2 separate regions of the Sus scrofa genome follow, and region 2 is linked to region 1. The links are chromatin contacts, called in public promoter capture Hi-C maps. All regions are on one chromosome and are shown on one strand. Each heading gives the region's core, a stretch centred on a gene start, on an enhancer-like site or on the middle of the called end of the contact. The rest is flanking DNA. Distances are from core to core; before and after follow the strand shown. Region 1 holds the start of UBALD1 (UBA-like domain-containing protein 1). Region 2 overlaps DNAJA3 (dnaJ homolog subfamily A member 3, mitochondrial).

Region 1 (5,509 bases), core at 2,566-5,065:
ATGGTGAAGGCCCCCAGGTGTTGAGCGTCGTGACCTGCCCGCTCCTCTCAACCAAGGGACGCTGCCCCAGGGCTGGGTTTCTCCATGTGCACCACAGGGAGACTGGAGGTGGCCTGCAGTTTCCCCTCCCTGGCAGCAGTGACCTCCTCAGACCCATGGTTCCGCTGCGAGAGCCAGAATTAAGTAGGAAGGTCTGGTTTCGCTCTCCCCTCCAGTCCTCGAGACTTCCTTGCGGGATGTTCTCCAGGTGGTAGAGCAGGAGGAAAGGGGAGATGGGCTTTGCACCCAGGACCATGAGAAGGAGGTGGGAAAGAGGCTGGCAGCCAGCCCCGGCTAGAGCAGCTCATCTAGTGGCTCTGGGGGGCTGGGGCCCCAGGGCAGCCTCCACTGGCACTGTTGTGTCCTGGTTTAGCCCCTGCAGGAGAGGCATCCAGGAAAATAAGGGAACCAAGTGCTCTTGTGAAAGTGCTGGGTGAGGGAGCCCGTCCAGTGTGTGAAGGGTCTGTGGGCAGCTCTGCCCTCCATGGCTGCCCCCTCGGACACGCCCCCAGCCCTGTCTAACCCCCTCCCCGACTCCCAACACACCCAGAAACCCAGCCTAGTTCTCGGGGCTTACCCCAGGAGCTTGATTATTGAAGGAGATTCTGATGACTTTGGGAATTTCCTGCTGGAGATGCCCTACCCCAGTATCCCCAAACACGGGGGTGGGAGCTGGGGGGAGGGCCCTGGGCTCTAAGCACCTCCTTGAGACACCCCCTCTCCCCGCAGAAGCCCCAAGGAACACACCATTCCTCCTCCAACAGCAGCTCCAAAGGCAGTAGTAGTTGTGTGTGAGGATTCCAGGAGAAATGGCTGCCCTTGTCCTGCCTTCCTAAAGCCCCTCCAGAGTTGAAAGCACTCAGGTTCCCCTGCCCCCAGCAGCCTTCCGTCCCCATTAACACCTGAATCACAGAGAATGTGACCCAAAAACAGGGCATCCAGCTGGGCCAGCCAAGGGTGGAAGGCACAGAGGGGAGTTACCCACTCACTCCCAGAAGACCTAGGACTGGACTTCACACCCCATTTTCACCACAGGTGAGCCTCCCCCCTCCCCCCGCATCTCCCTTTTACATGCTGTGAAACAGCGCCCAGGGTGCAGCGCTCCTCTCCTGGGGGATGCCAGAGTCCGCAGGCTGCTCCCGCCCCTCCTAAGATCAGCTTTCCCCCGCCAGGTATCTCCATCTTCAAAGCTACATTTTCAATTCCTGTGACCAAGTGACAGCAACCTGGGCTGGTGCCAGGCTCTGTGGGCTTAAATTGAGAGAGACAGGTAGGGCCACTTCCCACTGGACACCCGCCTGCCCAGCCCCAGGAAGGGGGGGAGCCATGTATGCAGATGTGGGACTCAAGCAAACTGCCATGAATGTGGTTTTGCAAGTTTTGCCACATCCAGCTCTTGAGACAAATGGGCTGATTAGGGAGCTTCCTGCAGGGTGGGGCTGCTAGGGTTGGGGGTAGGGGGTACTGGCCTTTCACTCCTTAGAGGTCAACTCACACCGCCCCAGACACAGCGGAGGAAACTCAGGCCAGAGGCTGGGACGTGTGCAGAGATAGGGCAGCCTTCCATCTTGGGATGAGAGGACCATGCAGGGGTCAGCCGTCCCCCTGAGCTCTCTGGTAGGAAAGTGAGCAAGACTCCTCTGGGTGGACAGGCCGCTAACTCCACAGAGTGTCCCAACCTTCAGGCTAGAATCCTGATCCCCATCCCGGGCCCAGAAAGCTGAACTCCAGAGTCCTCTGGCTTCCTGTCCCTCCTCCCGCCCAAATACCTTCTCTGAGCTGGGTCCCCATCTAGAGCCTGGGCTCCTAAGCCTGGACTGGGCACAAGACTCTACAGGGTGGCTGGGGCTTTGACCTTACACCTGTGAGGGGCGGAGCTCAAGGGGCTCTGGCCTCATCCCTAGATACCGTCCTGAGTTATTTCTGGGCCGGCTGACTTAGGGAAGGCCAGGTGGCCTCCTGGCAACACAAGCCCTGGGCACTAGTGTTCTGTGGGTCCAAGAGGCCTGGGGAGGTGGGGGCCAAGCTGGGGCAGCCCCACCTCCTGCCCAGCTGGCTGAAAACTACTGAACCGTGTACACGATGCCATGGTAGAGTCACTAGCCAGCACAGAGAAGGGAACCTGGACAAGCCTCTGAAGCAGGGCACACAAATGCCGTCCCGTAGCTGTAGTGTGCGCTCCGACACACCACCTGTACACTCGTGTGCACATGCGTAAGCACCGTTTGCAAAACGGCGACCAGTGTGTACACGGAACACACCCTCCCCCCCCACCCGCACCCGTGCCCCGGGTGGACTGCGTGTTTACACGTGCCCACACGTAGCGTGGCGCGTGCGTAAATACAAATGCACATGTACGTGGACACGCGGCACCGGGCTGCCCATCCAACACACAGACCGTCAGACCCACACACGGCGGGCAGCTGCGCCCGCGGGCTCGGGGCTCCCATATCCAAGGTGGGGGCGGCGAGGGCCCGGCTCAGGCCAGTGCTGGGGCGTCCTTCTTCCTGCCGCCCGCCCAACTGTCCGTCGGGGCCTCGGCGCCGCCTCGCCTTGGCCATTACCAGAACAAAACGCGGGGCGGGGGGATCCCCGTAACCCGGCCGCCGGGGAATGGGGGGGCGGGGATTAGGAGCCAGGCTGCCCCTCCCGCCCACCCGGAGCGGGCTGCGTTTCCGGGGGCCGCGTAGACACGGCCGCGCAGCCGGGCCTGACCCACACGCCGCGTGTGCGCGCTGGGGCCCGGACGCCGGGGCGCGCGACCGCCGGAACACCGGGCCGAGTGCGCGGGCCCGGCCCCGGCACAGCCGCACGTGTCCACACCGGCCCGCACACACCCCGCAGCACGCGCCGCCACGGGGGACGGACACCCGCGCCCCGGCCCGGCCGCGCACCTCAAACTGCCAGTGGGCCGCCTGCAGCAGCTGCTTCGCCTGGTCGGCTGCGCAGCCCGCCGTCAGCACGAACTGGTTGATCATGACCTGGTGCTTGAGCTCGTCCATGTTCACGGACATGGCGCCGCCGCCGCCGCCGCCTGCCCGCTCCGGCCTCCAGCCGCCGCGCGCTCCTCCGCCTCACGCGTCCACCATTAGCGAGCCGGCTCCGGCTAATACAAATATTTACTGTGCGGCTCTGACTCACCGAGCCTCGCCTCACTCCGGGCCGCGGGGGGCATGCTGGGAGATGTAGTCCCGCGCCGCTTCCGCCTCGCCCGGACGGGAGCTGCAGGCCGGGCCGGCCCGAGGGTGTGTCTGAACATTGGGCGCCTTTTGCGTACAGGACCAGGACGAGCACGCAGCTCTGGGGGCCCCGCGCCCCATCCCCGACACTGAGGAGGGGTCCGGAGGCGAGGACTCCAGACTGCATGGGCGCAAACGCGGGTCGCAGGATATTGGCTAGGACCCGAGGATCCCGACCCCCAGGGTGGTTGGCAGCCCTCTGTGTCGAGCGGGCGCACTATTGGGCAGTGGGGTGGGGGGAGAAGTTGGGATTTTGGTACAAATCGGCAGCACTAGGGCCGTAAGACCCAGAAGGCCTGGCACACAGTGGGCGCTTATATAAATACCCGTTCAGTGACTGAATGAATCTGCCCTTCAGAGTTCTGCCTAAAGTCACAGCCTCCAGAAAGCCTTCCGAGTCTCCCCAGCACAGAGTCCAAGCTCGCCTCGCCCACTCGCGACGCGGGTCCCTCCCCGGCCTGGCGCTCAACCAGGCTCACAGTAGGCTCGATGTACGGCTGAGGAAGGGAGGGCGGCCTAGGGGTACTCTCCGCTCAAGGTTCCCACTTTCCCACGCAAAATCTCGTGCGCTTTGCCGGAAATCTCGGCTTTCAGACTGCGGGCGCCAGGACCGCGCGGAGCCAGTTCCGGGATGGCCCTGAACTCCAATTCCCAGAATGCCTCGGTTTATTTGCATCTTCAGTCCTGAGTGACGTCAAGTGAGTGAGGCCGCACCTTAGCCAATGGGCGGTCGCGCGGTGTTAGGACCTGGCCATATAAGGTAAACAAAGCTGGCCGCCCAATGAGGCAGCGGCGGGGGCGGGCGGGGGCACGTCACGTGGATGGCGGGGGCGGGGTTGAAGAGCGCTCGGGGGTGGGGTGTTGCGGGCTGTGTTTACAGCTCCGCACGCTCGTCTTCCGGTTGACGTCTCAGATCTGGTGTGCGGGGTGCCTGGCGGATTCGGAACTGGCGGGAGGGGTGGAAGGCTCAGTCACCTCCGCCCAGAATGACCTTATCCAGATTCCTCTCGCTCCCTGGCCCCAGTTTCATTAGACGAGAAGCTATTTATTGGGTCCTTACTCTGTGCCTGGTCCCAGGTACAGAGAACAAACTCTAAAAAAGGGTGGGCTGGGGGCAGGGGTGGGGGCATGCGTCAAAATTCCCAGGGACAGGTGTTCTCTTGTGGTGCAGCGGGTTAAGGAGCTGGCGTTATCACCACTGTGGCTCGTATTACTGCTGTGGCAGGGGATCCCCCTAGTCCAGGAACTTCCACTCGCTGTGGGCTTGGCCAAAAAAAAAAAAAAAAAAAAAAATTCCAAGGGCAGATGTAGAAAGCTTGGGCGGTGCCCTCAGGAAGGAAACCGGCACAGGCCCTGGAGGTGGTGGGTTAAAGGCCAGCCATAGAGGGCCTTCAATAGATCTGATCCAGTGTCCGCATTAGGGTCACTGTGTCTGAACATTGTGGAGACCAGATGTGGGGGGGAGGTCCATTCCAGTTCAGGTGATGTCCTGGGTGTGTCTGGTTCCAGGGCAGTCCGTCTCTGCTCAGGGCCTTGTTGCAGAATTGGATTGAACAAAAGCACTGTCCCACCCGGGGGCAGGTGCATGGAAGGAGGACTTGCAGTGCTCTCTGAAGAGCGCTTCGTGGGTCCCTGAACTCTTCCAGGGAGGGTTATCTTTGGCTGGTGGGAGGGCCATTGTGGGGGACTAGTGGACTAGACCTGAAATATCCCAAGTTATGGGGGCTTGGGCACTGGTATGGGGGGGTGTGAGGGGGGGCTGGAGCCCACCTCTTTGTTCAGTGGATTAAGGATCTGGTGTTGCTGTGAGCTGTGGTGTAGGCCGACAGCTGCAGCTCTGATTGGACCCCTAGCCTGGGAACCGCCATATGCCACAGGTGCAGCCCTAAAAAGACAAAAGACAAAAAAAAAAAAAAAAAGAATGGCCTTTCACCTTTACAAAACATCATACATGACTTAATGCAGCCAAAGCACTTGGCACAGCACGGGGGTAGGCGGCTCTAAATGTAGTTACTGCTACATCCTTACCACTGGGACAGTAAGGCATGGTGGAAGGTGAGCAGGCTCTGGAGCCAGACAGACCTAAGTGTCAGTCTCGACTCTGCCACTTAATGATTCTGATGTTAGGACATGGTCCTCCGGCTCTAAGCTTCAGTTTCCTCATTTGTGAAACCCAAGGTAAGAGCTCAGAGCTCTCCCAGGACTGCTCTGGCAGATTAATGCCAGTGAGG
Region 2 (5,993 bases), core at 1,269-3,768, 140 kb before region 1:
CTGGGCAAGGCAGGAGGCATGCCCCAGTTGGCGCAGCCCACTCCCAGGTCTCGCTCTCCTCACTGCCGCTCTGGGCTCAGCTTCCCGAGGCCCCCGCCCTCCTCCAAGTCTTCTGCTCAGGAGCCCAGCTCAGCCAGGGGTGGGCAGGTGAGCTCAGAAGCCTGCATGGATTCTTTTGAGGGACCAAGATGGTCTTCGCGTCATGCAGTGTTTCCACTTGGGTGACTGGAGACCAAGGGAAACGAGGGGTTCCTTTCGATTTTAGATCCCCGCTGGGATTCAGACAGACCAGAAGATTCGGTTGAGTGGGAAAGGCATCCCCCGGATCAACAGCTATGGCTATGGCGACCACTACATTCACGTCAAGATCCGAGTTCCCAGGTGAGTGTTTCTCCGCTGCCGCCAGGCCCGCCTGCTCTCTGCAGCTCTGCCCGCTGAGTGGGGCCGGACGAGGGCCTTCCACCCGCCGAGCGGTGTCTCCCGCCCAAGTGCCCCTTCTGTAAAGTGGACATAATAAAAAAGTTTACCTTCATCGAGTTAGTGAAAGATTAAACATAGGACTGCTTAGCTGTTGCTGCTGCTGTTAATCGTGTTATTATTGCTGTCAGGATGCTCACCCTCTGGTAAGAGAGAGAAATCTTTTTTTTTCTTTTTTGCTCTTTAGGGTCACACCCATGGCATATGGAGGTTCCCACGCTAGGGTCCCACGTAGGGCTGGCCTACGCCACAGCCACAGCAACATGGGATCCGAGCCTCATCTGGGATCCGAGCCACAACTCATGGCAACACTGGATCCTTAACCCGCTGAGCAAGGCCTGGGGTTGAACCTGTGACCTCCTGGATGCTAGTCAGACCCGTTTCCTCTGAGCCATGATGGGAACTCTCAGAGAGCTGAATCTATAACCAGATCTGCGTGTGATGTCCGCGTCCTCTGGGAGAAAAGCTTGAGCAGGGAGCTGTGGGCAGCCAGAGCAGGGCCTTTCCACCTTGCTTGGGTGGACCGGGTTTCTGGCACCCTTTTTTCTGTTGTTGTTGTTTTGCTTTTTAGGGCCGCACCCATGGCATATGGAAGTTTCCAGGCTAGGGGTCAAATCCGAGCTGTAGCTGCCGGCCTACACCAGAGTCACAGCAACACCAGATCTTAGCCGCATCCGTGATATATACCACAGCTCATGGCAATGCCACTTCCTTAACCCACTGAGCAAGGCCATGGATCGAACCCACGTCCTCATGGATACCAGTTGGATTTGTTTCCACTGCCCCACAATGGGAACTCCTCCAGCACCCTTTTTAATGGGATCATTTCCTACACACATTTCTAACAGCTTTCTGTTGCGCCTGTAAACTATTTAGCATAGCCACAGTGGCAGTTTTTTTATTATTTTTTTTAGGGCTCCATGCGTGGCATATGAAGTTCCCAGGCTAAGGGTCGAATCGGAGTTGTAGCCACCAGCCTGAAGCACAGCAATGCCACATCCAAGCCAGGTCTGCGTGCAACCCACACCACATCTCATGGCAACGCCAGGTCCTTAACCCTCTGATCGAGGCCAGTGATCAAATCGGCGTCCTCATAGATCCTAGTTGGGTTCCTTAACTGCTGAGCTACACAGGAGCTCCAACAGTGACAGTTGTTTGAAAAAAACTTAGAGGAGTTCCTGTCGTGGCTCAGTGGTTAATGAACAAACCCAACTAGCATTCATGAGGACGCGGGTTCAATCCTTGGCCTCACTCAGTGGGTTAAGAATTTGGTGTTGCCGTGAGCTGTGGTGTAGGTTGCAGACCTGGCTTGGATCCTTTGTTGCTGTTGACTGTGGTTTAGACTGTTGGCTACAGCTCCAATTTGACCCCTAGCCTGGGAACCTCCATATGCCATGAGTGCGGCCCTAAAAAGACAAAAAAAAAAAAAAAAAAAAAGAGGTCCCTCCCAAAAATAAAAAAATCTTTAGACTGTTTAGGAGGCTGACCTTATGGAAGCTTTGAGAGCATGGGCTCTTAGTTCAGGGGTGTCTTGTGCCTGGGTTTCGGGTCCCACGTTTCCCCCATGCTGCGTCCACATGCCTTAAAGAGCAGCCCAGAGGAAACACTCAGACACTGTGCTGGGTCCACAGGAGACTGACGAGCCGGCAGCAGAGCCTGATCCTGAGCTATGCCGAGGACGAGACCGACGTGGAGGGAACGGTGAACGGCGTCACGAACACGAGCACTGGTGAGGCGGCTGGAGGGCGGGCGGCTGGGAAGCACGGAGGGGTCTCCACTCAGGCATCTTTATGGAGCCTCCAGAGAGCGCGGTGGAAAGGGGGCCGAGGGCTAGGAACGTGCAGGGCAGCCGCTCCCTCCTGGGCGCGCTGGTCAGGTTAGCGAGTTCCACGCGCTTCCTGCCAGGTGGCAGCTGTGCGTCAGAGGGCAGCTCTCCTGAGTTCTATCCTTGGTTCTGCCACTTGCCTTGTGACCTTGGGCACATCCCTACATGGGAGCATCTTGCAGGCGCTGAAGGAGGAGGTGGATTGGAAGGCTTGGTGCATTTCTAACCCAGAAAGCTTCCCCAGGATTTCAGAGTGTTCTGTAAACAGCAGCTCCCACAGTGGTGGAAAAACACAGAAACAAAAACGTAGTCACGTGATGCCAAATGTGCCTGTTCACAGCAGTCTGACGCTGCATTCCGAGGGCTGTGAACCTTGCTTACCCTGAGCTCAAACATGATGCGTCTTCTGTGGAGAGCCGTTAAATAAGACTGACTTGATACCAAAATGCCTGAAAGCAGAGTTCTCACCATAGGATGGCTGCTTCTGACGGTGGGGCCTCCTGCTGGGGCCAGGACGGGCTGTGCTGGGGGTGAACTGGCTTGGGCTGCCCATCGTGTTGCCTCCTTGTTGCATCATTTTGTTTTTGTCAGTGTCCTGGATTTGCCTCTCGCCCTCTCAGAACTTGAATGGTATTAGATTCGTTGTGTAGTCATTCAGAGCAGGTGGCCGGAGCCAGGGGCGGAGAGCTTGGACTTGCAGCTCCAGGGCACGGGTGCATTCCAGTGGCAGCAGCAGCAGCAGCCGCCGCCTCCTTTGCATGGACGTGGCCAAGCTCCTGTCAAGTCCAGAGGGCCAAGTTCTCTGTGAAAAAGTAGCCATCGCAAATCCTGTCCGTGGCCGACTTATTTTAGTGGTTTGGTTCACAGACTTTTCTTGTATTTTCTCGTTAACATCTCTTGAACTAAACGGAAGTGGGGATCGTTGTTCCACATGACTCAATGTAGCACGTGAGGTTTGTTCTGCAGACGGCGCTCGGCCCTCTTTCCCACCCACTGGGGTAGTGAGGTCTGCTGAAGCTGAGCCCGGGTCAGGACCTCGGCCTCCTTCACTATATTTGAAGGCTGGGAACTTGGAGTCACCAGTTGTTGTTTTGATCCCCTTTCCGAGAGCCTAGATTGGGGGCCTATTGTAGTGTCAGCCTACGGGTGTTGTTAGAACCCTCGTGGCTTCCACTGCTCCTTGTTCTCTTAGCTCACTCCCTCCCTTGCTTGGCCGGGACTTATTGGGAGGCTCCTGTGTGCCGGACACTGGACCAGATCTTGCTTTCAGATTTCCCGTTGGCATAATTTTGCTGAGTCTTAACCTTAATATATGCATTGCACACATTTCTGAAAAGTCGTTTATAAAGTGAAATCGGTAGGCCAAGTTGTTTTTTTCCTATTCACTTCCATTGGCATTTCAGGATTGTATTCCAGTGAGAAATTTGGCTCCCAGACAGAATTTTTTAAATTGCATTTTAGAATCTTAGCATTGGCTTTGAAGGATGCATCATCTGTCATCCTGCTGCCTGGATGTGTTGGGCCTCATGTTCACACCGTGAAGGGTGCCTTTGGAGTCTGCATGTGAAAACACACCAGTGCTTGTAATTCCCTGCTCCTGACAGCTCCTCTGAGAGTGGGCCCCCTTGTATTTAAGTAGAGCCTGAGTCTTGGTTGTACTGGAAGCAGCTGAATTCAGTCGTCAGTGGTTCTTGGGCTACAGTGTCACCTTTTTTTTTTTTTTTTTTTTGGCTGCACCTGCGGCATGTGGATCAAACTCATGCCATAGCAGGGACCCAGGCCCCTGCAGTGGCAACGCCAGATCCTTAACCTGCTGCATCACAAGGGAACTCCCAGTGTCATTTCTTTAGAGCCTCTAAGTGCCACTGCACGAACACATTCATTCCTGAGTGTCTTTGCTTTCATTCCGGGAAAGGGTACCAAGAGGGCATTTGGAGTAGTTTCAGTCACGTAGGAAACGGACCTAAAGTGTTCAGTGGGTTTGATGTTGTTTATTTCCATTCGCTAAAGCAGCTGCTGAAAACCTTAATGGCTGACCCTGGCTTCGTTCCCAGTCTATGAAGCAGAAGGATGCTTGGGGCCCTTAGTGCTCTCAGGGGACTGGGCACTCTGAGGTTACCACGTGACCTTTTGGGTTAGAGACAGCGTGGCTGATTGTTTCATCATTAGTTCCTGGACCAGCCCCCGCCCTTCTGTTGAGCTGTAGTGTAGGAACCTGATCCAGAGCCTCTTGGGGTGTGCATCTCCCTCGTGCGTTCTCGGACCAGCTGACAGTATTCCCTATCGAGGATCCCCTTTGTGGAGGCAGATCGGAGGCAAGAAGAGGATGAGGGGAGAGACATTTCCTTAGAGCGAGAGGCGCGCTGCTGGCCCCGTCTGTGCCTGCAGACGGCCCAGGGAGCCAGGCTGCGAGTAGAGACCCACACCTACACCTGTGGGCCCGGTCCAGTCCTCCTGGAGTCCTCCTGGCTTCGGATTCTTCACACAGATGGTCCTTGAGCATTTGCCGTGGGCTGAGAAGTGATGCGCAGAGAGACGGTCCTGGCCCTCGTCCACTTACAGTGTAGGGGCGCAGCACCGGCCGAGCGCTGAACCCCCAAATAAGAGCTAGGCCTTGCTTATTACGTGAGGAGTTTGTAACTGGAGGAGGTATTTTGGCCCAGGTGTTCCCTTTGGCCCAGGTGCAGCAGGTTAAGGATCCAGCGTTGTCACTGCAGCGGCTTGGGTGACTGCTATGGTGCGGGTTTGAGCCTTGGCCCGGGAACGTCCACGTGCCGTGGTGAGCAGCCATCCCAAACTCCTCCCTGGGAGGCCCCGCTTGTGGTAAACCGGACAGTCCTCTCTGAACCCCCTGCATGGGCACAGCGCCCGCCGGCTGGGTTTACTTGTATTCGTTTTCTCTCTGAGGGAGGGAGCCGTGACCCCTGCGTGGGAAAGCCGGGTCTGGTTGAGAGAGCAGTCCTGGCCCGGGTCCGTCTGCAGTGGGCTGCATGGCCACCCTGCCGCGATCACCTCCTGGAGGTGCAGACTGGAAACACCCGCCCGTGTGGCTGGTGGGACCTCCCTGTTGACCGCAGGGGCGCGAATGCTGTACCAGCCGCCTTCACTTCGGAAAGAAGGCACTCGTGCATGTGTCCTGCAGCGAGACCAGCAGGCAGCCGTGTGCCCGGGACGTCCTGTGTCCCTCCTCCCTGCCAGAGATGCCATGTTGGGGTTGACCTTGTCATCCACAGGCAGAGAGAGGCTCCCAGGTTATCCCTGACTTTAGGTTCAGGATCTTAAATTCAGTGCTGAAGTTCTTTGACGTGGCTGTCAGTAGGCCTGGCTCCTGAGGGAGCCCGAGTTTCATGCAGAGAGAGGGCGCTAAGCCGGTGTCCGTCTCCAGGCCTGTCTGTGTTTTGCTGTGAGTCATTAACCTGCTAACTAGGTGCCTACTCTGGCTCTCCCAGGTTGTGGCCCCGGGGCATAACTGCTTCCTGCCCCCGAGGTGACGGGGACAGCAGTGTCGGGGGGAGGAGGGCGATGACGGTCCCTGAGGGTTTCTGTCCCCGTCGTGATGAGTAATGAAGAGCTTGGTTCTGCTCTCAGATGATCCAGGTCCCAGCTCTGCAGTTTTTAGTGTAGCCTCAGGCAGGTTTCTTCTCTTCTCTGAGCCTCAGTTTCCTCATCTGTAAGTTGGGGAGCAGAGTAG

What was found. Promoter capture Hi-C pulls out the DNA fragments that hold promoters and counts their contacts.
Region 2: a contact with region 1 is called in a promoter capture Hi-C map of liver, with 4 times the contacts expected there. The contact joins the enhancer-like site here to the promoter of UBALD1 in region 1. A contact is called at or near these places in 1 of 5 promoter capture datasets (liver), 3 of 47 Hi-C or Micro-C datasets (embryonic fibroblasts, heart right ventricle and liver) and 2 of 2 datasets of contacts at active chromatin or transcription factors (alveolar macrophages and skeletal muscle).

What each region holds. Positions count from the first base shown.
Region 1 is chr3:37,751,568-37,757,076 of Sscrofa11.1, reverse strand. UBALD1 (UBA-like domain-containing protein 1) reads right to left here and starts at 3,815. Exons shown (of 3, transcript XM_021086690.1): 1 at 2,934-3,815. The coding sequence starts at 3,053.
Region 2 is chr3:37,886,251-37,892,243 of Sscrofa11.1, reverse strand. DNAJA3 (dnaJ homolog subfamily A member 3, mitochondrial) reads left to right here. Exons shown (of 11, transcript XM_003354626.4): 9 at 266-381; 10 at 2,109-2,206. Among named protein-coding and RNA genes, the nearest start is that of NMRAL1, 17 kb to the right of the region's middle. Within about 2 kb of position 2,518, at least 5 of the 83 cell types and tissues checked have an H3K27ac peak or open chromatin away from gene starts, as enhancers often do. A contact at or near this core is called in liver, where this site is marked.